Linked DNA regions of Arabidopsis thaliana: region 1 is linked to region 2. A link is a contact called in public targeted proximity ligation data. All regions are on one chromosome and are shown on one strand. The core of a region is the stretch at or near the end of the contact, and the rest is flanking DNA. Distances in the headings are between cores, read along the strand shown. Region 1 holds the start of DYW1 (Pentatricopeptide repeat (PPR) superfamily protein). Region 2 holds the start of AT1G47530 (MATE efflux family protein).

Region 1 (4,517 bases), core at 1,997-4,496, 34 kb after region 2:
CTATCTATGAGGTATTGTAATGTAAAATGTCACTGTGGTTAGGATTACGATGATCAAGATAGTTTTGTTTATTTTTGCTTTCCATATTCGACATTTACCATGTGGTTTCCCTTCTGCTCCAGTGGCTTGCATGATAATGTTCATAAGATATTTTTTCTCATTATTTCTCACTAATATCTGCAGATCTCGGAACGCACAATTACAAGGATTCCATTCATAACCCATGAAATGAATCGCCATGAACAAGATGTAAGGAGTTTTCTTTATCAGGTTATTGTTTCTTATTTTCTATTGGTGACATTCTCTGTGGACTGTAGATAACGCAAAGATGCATTGCCCATATGGAGAAAACTGTGCCGGATGTTGTAGCAGAGTGGCTCAGGCTTTTCAACAATAGAGAAATAGGTAATCTCAAGACTCTCAGCTTAGCTATATAGCACATTAAGAAACAGCTGAACTTGATTTACCTCCTTGAGCTCTACAATGAGGAAATAGTTCTTATCATTCTTGATTTGCTTATGTATTATCTATTGAGTTTTGATGATGTCTCTTCATATTCAGACCGCTCGAGAATGCCTCTGAATCATGCTGAGACGATAACTGCATCAACACATGTTTGCAAGTAAGTTCATGGTCTAGTGTGTATACTCTTGAGATTTAAGGTCTCTTAAGTTTCTTTCGATTGTGTTTTATACATGTAGTGATTGTTATGATAAGCTGGTGGGATTCCTTTTATACTGGTTCCGGATAACACTGCCGAGAAATCATTTGCCAGCGGATGTAGCGGCTAGGGAAGATTGTTGGTATGGATACGCATGTAGGACACAACACCACAACGAAGATCATGCTCGTAAACGTAACCATGTATGTCGCCCTACCAGAGGGAACCATCACTTTTAGTCCGCTTTTCATCTTTTCTTTTGATTATATTTTGGGATATTCTGTATGAGTAGTTAGAAACTGTTCCTTGAATAGTTATCAAAATGGATTATTTTGTCATCTGCTATATAGAAGATGGTGTCGGGTCAGACCTTTATTTCTGACATACCAATCAGATCAACCGTTTTCTTAGCAAATGTATTAACAATCTTATGAATTAGCCATTTTGTGTGTTTCAAAACTTTCAATTGCCAATAAAAATTTAACTACAATATCAAAATGATTCGTTGCGTTATTAAAATGTTGTTATCTCAAAAATCTTTAATACTCTTGGGTCTTTTTCATTTTGGTCAAAATATTTGGGTCTTTGTTATTCAAGTTTATGTATAATCAAAAGCCAATCGTTAATGTTGTATATTACACTAAAGCAGCTCATTTACGGTCCTTTTTTCCATATTACCCATGTGTCAAAATATAATTTGGTAATCATCGTCAGATGTGACAAGCAGATAAGTTTTCTAGTTTGCTAATGTTAATTCTGTAATCATCGTCAAATAATCAGATTCAAGTTCAACCAGAAATAAAGCATTAAACAAAAAAATCGATCTTTTATCATTTCATGGCCAAATCAATGCGGCTAGCAAATTCAGCTTATCAATTACAACCAATTCTATAAAGAACAAAAAAATCAAAAGGTGGCTCAGAAGTGCTTGAAAGGTAATCACGAGATTAAAAAATCTCAATCATGTGATAAAAGGTCATTTTTTCTTCATCATCACCACCATTTTTGTTTTCACAGAAAAACTTCAAATACAAAATTGCAAATACCGTAAAACAACAAACTCAAGGTTGATCTTAAAAGGATAACAAAAACCAGAATCTGTAAGCTTTAGCTAGCTCGAAAAGATAATTTTGACAAACAGAGATTTAAAGATTTGCAGTTCTCAATAACTTCTCAGTGTATCAGTTGTATTATATATATAGTGAACCCAGAAATTAGGGCAAACCCTCTGTTAAAAGACCAAAATAGCCCTAACAATGTTCAATTATTTCGAAAATACTCTCACAGTTTCCTTGGTGTCTCCGCCATTACTCCAAAACTTCTGCTTCTTCGAAATTTCTAAGCCTTAAAGTTTGATAATTTATCTCGAAAGACATGGTTTTTTCCGTTGCAACAAGCTCTGTTACGAACCCAAAGCTCCATCATCACCACCATCTTAGTGACTTCAACAGAAACAGAGTATCTACATCTCTCAAGATAATGAACTCGAAGAATCACACAAACCCAAGAAAGTAATGTTCCTCTCTCTTTATTTTCTCTTTGAGGAATTTTAACGAACACGTTACGTGCATTCTTCAACAATGCATAACAGAGTATACATTTTTACAGGTGTGAGTGTTTTGATCTCTACGATCAATTAATTCCATACAAGAAAGCTTGGTCATGGCAAAAAAGCATTCTCAATGAGAAAAAAGCTTTGATTGATAAAAACCAAGAGTGTTCAGATTCATTAATTATACTACAACATCCTTCTGTTTACACAATGGGAACTGGAAGCTCAGAGAATTATCTCAATTTCGACATAAAGAATGCTCCTTTCGATGTTTATAGAACAGAACGTGGTGGTGAAGTTACTTATCATGGTCCTGGTCAGGTAAAACACAATGAGTCTCCTTTGTTTTCTTCTCAAATTCATCAATATTGAAGCTAATGGTTTGTCAATGAATGTGAAATGTAGCTAGTTATGTATCCTATAATCAATCTACGGAATCACAAAATGGATCTTCATTGGTACTTAAGGAAGCTTGAGGAAGTAGTTATTCGTGTTCTTTCTTCGGCTTTCGCCATCAATGCTTCTCGTCTCGACGGTTTTACTGGAGTTTGGGTTGGTATGTTTGTTCATAATCTTCACTTCTTACTGTGGTTTGATCTGATTCTTGCTAGTGAACTAATACATATGTATTTATATAGGCAACAAAAAAATGGCGGCGATAGGTATTCGTGTGTCGAAATGGATGACATATCATGGTCTAGCTCTTAATGTTACAACAGATTTAACACCCTTTAACTCCATAGTTCCATGTGGGATAAGGAACCGTGGGGTTGGAAGCGTAAAGGGTTTGATTGAGGATGGAGAACATTATAATAAGCTTGAAGATTTGCAGTTGTTAGATATAGCTCATGAGTCGTTACTAAAGGAATTCTCTGAAGTTTTTCAGCTTCAGATGGAAAAGCAAACAGTATTCAAATTGGAATGCTGAAGGATTTTGTGGTTCTTACTTAGCTTACAAGTGATTTATGGGATGGTGGTTATGCAGGAAACCTTTTGTGGACCAGTGATTTTATTGGCAGTTTGTTAAGTTGTTTGTTTTCTTGTAGATATGTGTGTGAGAGATTTGATTTCTCTATTTCTCTCTCCAAAGAAAGCTTATCTGCTTCTTGGATTGACCACAAAGGGATGGCTCTGGAAGCTGCTTTCTCCATGAGTTTTTGCTCCTTCTCTGTCCCTAAAGCAATCTTCTGTGAGAGAGAAACTTCATCTTTTCAACGAATCACCTCGAGAGCAAAGGGAATTGCGGGTGAGAGTCAAGTTCAAAGCTCTGATGGAGTTGAGACTCAAGTCAAGGAAACTTCTCCCAAAGTATTTGATAAACTGCCTGAAAGAAATTTAGATACTTGGAGCGGTGGCAGAGAAACAGCAAGAGGACTTTCAGGTTCAGTAGTAAGAAACACTGTACGAAAAGATACTACTTTACGACATATCTCACCTTCTAGTCATTCAACAAAGGTTAGAGGAGATAAGCCAGAGATTTCAGGGGGTGAGAAGAAAGCTATTGTAGATAGAAGCAAGGCCTACGTAAAGCTGAAATCTTTAGGGAAAGAAGTGAGAGACGCAGGCTATGTACCAGAGACTAAGTATGTTCTTCACGACATTGATGAAGAAGCTAAAGAGAAAGCCTTGATGCATCATAGTGAACGGTTAGCTATTGCTTTCGGGATTATAAACACTCCTCCAGGGACGACAATAAGGGTGATGAAGAATCTGAGGATATGTGGAGATTGCCATAACTTCATAAAGATATTATCGAGTATCGAAGATAGAGAGATCATTGTAAGAGATAACAAGAGGTTCCATCATTTTAGAGATGGTAACTGCTCTTGTGGAGATTATTGGTAGACTTTTGTATTAAAAGATGTGAAATTCTACAAAGTTATACTAAACTATGGGCATAAGCCATTTATGCAACTTCCAATGCTTTTTCCTCAAACGTTTATTTATCATCGAGTATTGAAGATAGATAGATCATTGTAAGAGATAACAAGACGTTTCATCATTTTAGAGATAGTAGCTGCTCTTGTGGAGATTATCTGCCAACTCTCTAACAAACATATTTACTCAAACTTGATCTCTTTAAAAGGCATCAGTGAAATGGACAAACACTAAATAAATAGGATCACAATTATACATACAAATCATTAATCATACTCTTACTAATTCAGTTTGGCTTGCTATTTCCTGTTTCTTAATAGCCTTGTACAAGGAATATACATAAGATGCAAACCCAAGGATCCCAGCTAACAGAGCTCCTCCCTTAAACCATCCAATGTCGTCATCCATAAACCGAAACGCCAACAC
Region 2 (4,703 bases), core at 1,517-4,016:
CCAAAAAGAAAATTTCCCGCCAAAATGTTTTTCCCGTAACAAATTTTTTCTCAACCAAAATAATCCTTTTAAAAATCCTTAGAAAGTTTTTTAAAAGCTTTGATAGTTATTAAAAACCCTTATAAATCATTTTAAAATCTTTATAAAGTCTTTAAAAACATATGTAAATACTTTAAAAATCCCTTTTAAACCTTTGTGAATCATTTTAAACCTTTTACAATAGTTTTAAAAGGATTTACAAGGATTTACAATGATTTTTAAACCTTTGTAAATCCTTTTAAAATCTTCTTAAAACTCTTATAAAGTCTTCACAATCATTTTTTAACTCTTAGAAACAAATTTGTTAGTATTTTAAAACATTTATTATTCTTTTTGAACCATTTTAAAACTCTTGTGAACCTTTACAAAAGGTTTTAAAAAAACTTACAAGAGTTTTTAAAGGATTTTAAAACTCTTGTAAATATTTTAATTTTTTTTTAAACTATTGTAAATCCTTTAAAACCCTTGTAAACCCTTGTAAACCATTTAAAAATCTTTTTAAAACTCTTGTAAACCCTTTTAATAATTTTGAACCATTTTAAACTCTTGTGAACCTTTACAAAAGGTTTTAAAAAGATTTATAAGAGTTTTTAAAGAGTTTTCTTTTAAATTCTTTAAAAATCTTTTAAAAACCCTTGTAAATATTTTAAACGCCTTAAAAATTCCTTGTAAATCTTTTAAAACACTTTTAAACCCTTTAAAAATCTTTTAAAACCCTTTAAAAATCCCTTGTAAATATTTTAAAACCCTTTTAAACCCTTTAAAGATCTTTTAAAATCCCTTGTAAATCTATTTCCAGCCAAAAAAATATTTTTGCGGGAAAAATGTTTTTGAGAAAAAAACTTTGATGGAAATTTTTTTTTCGAAATTTTTTGGTGGGAAATTTATTTTGGAATATTTTAGGCGAAAAAATATTAATATTTCATTTTGTTAACCTAAAACAATTTCGAAATATGAGTAAAATGGTCATTAAAAATTTAAAGAGGTATAAATGAAAATGGCAAATAAGAAAAGGTAGAATTGAAAAGGGGTAGTGTGGAAAGGACATTCTGAGCAATTATTCAATATTGTATGACTACTAAATTCTCATATGCAAATGTGAAATCAAATTTGTATTCAATCACTTGTTTATATAATGTCTGGTTCTTTAGATATTAGCTCACTTCAGGTAAGAAAACAAAATGTGGTAGCCTCATTACTTCATTAGTGCAAAGAAAGTGATTCTTTGGGATAAATTTGGATAATTTTGAATCAAAGCTGTAGTAGGACAATACACTTTTATAGTATTTTTTATTAAAGGGAAAACTCAACATCTAAAGGCAAGGAATATCCAACAGTTTGAACGCTAAACAATCAAGGGACAAGCAGAGCGTTTTCTAAATAAAGTTGCCGTTCTTTGAGAGCCGAGCTCGAACCGTAATCTGGCTTCATCACACACATAGTTCATCTTCCCGGTCGTCCCATCTCTGCAATCAGGAAAATGCAACCTCGATCCAAACCTCATATCACCTCTTTCCTTAATATTCTCCATAATATCTTTCACAATCACACCATCCATATCTCCTTCAGAGGCAATCGATGTAACCTTAAGCAGCTTAGGCCACCACGGTTTGATATTGTAACTAAATACTCACAAGAGTTAATCTATGTTAGTTTTCGAAACAAAAGAAATATGTGAACAAAACTAACAACCAAGGAGTGAAATCTTTTGAGTCCACATGCAATATGTGATACAACGAGGATTCATCCCTCTCAGTATAGACTAGTTATTCTGAAACATAGCTTCCTCACTACCGCAAGAATCCCATGATACAACAACTACGCTCTTACAACAATGGTTAATTTGATCACGATTCAATAATCATCTACCATGATTCACTCTCTTTTTGGTTAAAGTTCAAAGTAATATTTTCGCATTTCTTTGATATAAAACGATGTCGATTATTTGGTTCATGACTTTTTATTTCTCTTAGTTTCACAACAACTTCGCTCTCACAACAATGGTTAATTTGAGCACTAACCAATGACCAATTGACCATGCATGATTCACTCTCCTTTTGGTTAAGTTCAGACAGTGTAAAAGCTTTTCTTGTTACAAAATGCTGTCGATTTTTTGGTTCATCAATTTTATTAATTTCTTTTGCACTTTCACCAACACCTAATATTAAAAAGAAAATAAAAACAAGATCCACCAATTCAATGCGATAGGGTAAGTGACTAAATGTTCATTGCCGTTGTCACCCTTTGAACCCAATTTAGGACTCAAAGAGCCGTCTGATTATATTTAACCTTGGTCGAAGTATTTCTAACGAGCTGGTAAGTCCTCATTGGTCCATTATATTCACTGTCCACAATAATTTTAATTACTTGTACGACTCGGTTAACTCCTTCTAGGAAAAACTAAAGTGTACCTACCTAGTACATACGTACTTCTTCATATTACCACAAGTTTTTTTTTTTTTTTCTTGCATTCAACTACGTGTTTAAAGTTTCGGCCCCAAACTTCGGCCCAAAAACAAAAACCAAATAAACTATTACAAAAATCTTTGTTATCATATCACACTATCATTTCAAGTTTTCAACCAATCCATACTCTTAACAATCCCATTAAATTGAGATTTATTCATATTAAGAAATTATGCTGATAATATTTAACTACCAAATTAGGCCGATTCATACCAAAACTATAGAATATGTACTAAATAATTCCATTACCTTCGTTTAGTCATTTTTGGCGGTTTATTTCTTTTGGATAGATCTCATGTCAGACCTTTTTAGACTATTCATTATGGCACCTACCACACTAGTGTGTCTCCATCTTCTGTATTTATATACATATATCATAAGTCAGAACAAAGAGAAAGCAAAGAAGAGAAACTAAAACAGAGCTTTTTTCACATGGGAAAGGATAAGACTTTGCCGTTGCTTGACCCTCGTGAGCCACCGGAACTCACCGGAACCAAGTCGGCGTCAAAAGTATGGGCCAAAGAGTTCGGCGAAGAGTCGAAGCGGCTTTGGGAGTTAGCAGGACCAGCGATTTTCACTGCCATAAGTCAATACTCTCTTGGTGCTCTCACTCAGACTTTCTCCGGCCGTCTCGGTGAACTTGAGCTCGCCGCCGTCTCAGTTGAAAACTCTGTTATCTCCGGTCTTGCCTTCGGTGTCATGGTATGTTACGTAAACACCCTTCACACGTGTCAGGTTCTTGGTAATGGATAATGTGTTCTAATAATAGCCACAGAAATAAAAGTCAATATTTGAGGACTTTTTTTGTATTAATTAATATCAATATTCGTTAATATCAATGAAGTAGATTTTCCCATACATTTAAAATTGTTTCGTAATTGTGATTAAGTAAATCCTAACAGTGTGTTTTATATTCAAATAAAGTAGATATATTAATGTAGTTGAGTTCAGTGTTATAATATTTGTTATACAAGTAATCTCTACGAGGGTCCTTGTGTAAGCTCTCTTGAATTTTGTTGCTTGTCATTTAAGTTTCCTATGAAAAAAGCTTAGAGATCAAACAATATAAACATTTTGATGATGGAAAATGGTGGCAGTTAGGGATGGGGAGTGCATTGGAGACGTTGTGTGGACAAGCATATGGCGCGGGACAGATTAGGATGATGGGAATATATATGCAACGTTCATGGGTCATTCTCTTTACTACTGCTTTGTTTTTGCTTCCCGTCTACATTTGGGCTCCTCCTATTCTTTCCTTCTTCGGCGAGGCTCCTCACATCTCTAAAGCCGCGGGTATCATTCTTGTTATTCCTTTTTGCCAATTGGTTTTGAGTTTGGAGTCAATGTTCACGTAACAACTTCTGCGTTGTTATAATTTTCAGGGAAGTTCGCATTGTGGATGATCCCGCAACTATTTGCCTATGCAGCCAACTTCCCGATACAGAAATTCTTGCAGTCACAGAGGAAAGTTCTTGTGATGGCTTGGATCTCTGGAGTGGTTTTAGTTATACATGCAGTTTTTAGCTGGCTCTTCATTCTTTACTTTAAGTGGGGACTTGTAGGTGCAGCTATCACTCTCAATACCTCGTGGTGGTTGATTGTTATTGGTCAGCTTTTGTATATCTTAATCACCAAATCAGACGGTGCGTGGACTGGATTTTCTATGCTAGCGTTTCGGGACCTCTATGGATTTGTCAAACTTTCCTTAGCCTCTGCTCTTATGCTTTGGTACCTATCCAATTTTTTTTGGCTAGAAGATAGCTTTAGACTTACGTTAGCTGAGACTTCGCTTGTAATGAAAGGTTAGTTGTTTTTGTTTTGCAGTTTGGAGTTTTGGTACTTGATGGTTCTGGTTGTTGTTACCGGTCTCCTTCCTAACCCGTTGATACCAGTCGATGCCATCTCCATTTGGTAATCAATTTGTGCTGATCTTTGGTTAGTTTCTCACTGAAAATAGGTTTGTTTAGTAACATATTTTATGTTTTGGGGTTCACAGCATGAATATAGAAGGGTGGACTGCCATGATTTCGATCGGGTTTAACGCTGCGATTAGGTAAGTTCTCTACCTTTATGTTTCAGGAGCCACATTTGGAAAGCTAATAAAAATCTCATGAACTGGTGAACTTTGTCTCTTGGTGTGATCAGTGTGAGAGTATCGAATGAGCTGGGTGCAGGAAACGCAGCGTTAGCCAAATTCT

What was found.
Region 1: a targeted proximity ligation map of shoot shows a contact between it and region 2, with 18 read pairs. A contact is called at or near these places in 1 of 26 Hi-C or Micro-C datasets (vegetative nucleus) and 1 of 2 datasets of targeted methods (shoot).

What each region holds. Positions count from the first base shown.
Region 1 is chr1:17,482,330-17,486,846 of TAIR10.1, forward strand. It overlaps DYW1 (Pentatricopeptide repeat (PPR) superfamily protein), which reads left to right and starts at 3,247. Exons shown (of 1, transcript NM_103651.4): 1 at 3,247-4,134. The coding sequence starts at 3,339. The coding sequence ends at 4,058. AT1G47578 (Biotin/lipoate A/B protein ligase family) reads left to right here and starts at 2,019. Exons shown (of 4, transcript NM_001198235.2): 1 at 2,019-2,172; 2 at 2,270-2,534; 3 at 2,619-2,769; 4 at 2,852-3,141. The coding sequence starts at 2,036. The coding sequence ends at 3,141. AT1G47570 (RING/U-box superfamily protein) reads left to right here. Exons shown (of 14, transcript NM_103650.5): 11 at 184-249; 12 at 318-405; 13 at 562-622; 14 at 702-1,173. The coding sequence ends at 900. AT1G07393 (a small nucleolar RNA gene) reads right to left here and starts at 1,628; the gene lies at 1,576-1,628. It also overlaps the pseudogene ATPUP20.
Region 2 is chr1:17,448,787-17,453,489 of TAIR10.1, forward strand. It overlaps AT1G47530 (MATE efflux family protein), which reads left to right and starts at 2,767. Exons shown (of 8, transcript NM_103646.4): 1 at 2,767-3,207; 2 at 3,603-3,798; 3 at 3,888-4,233; 4 at 4,330-4,416; 5 at 4,502-4,558; 6 at 4,651-4,703. The coding sequence starts at 2,938.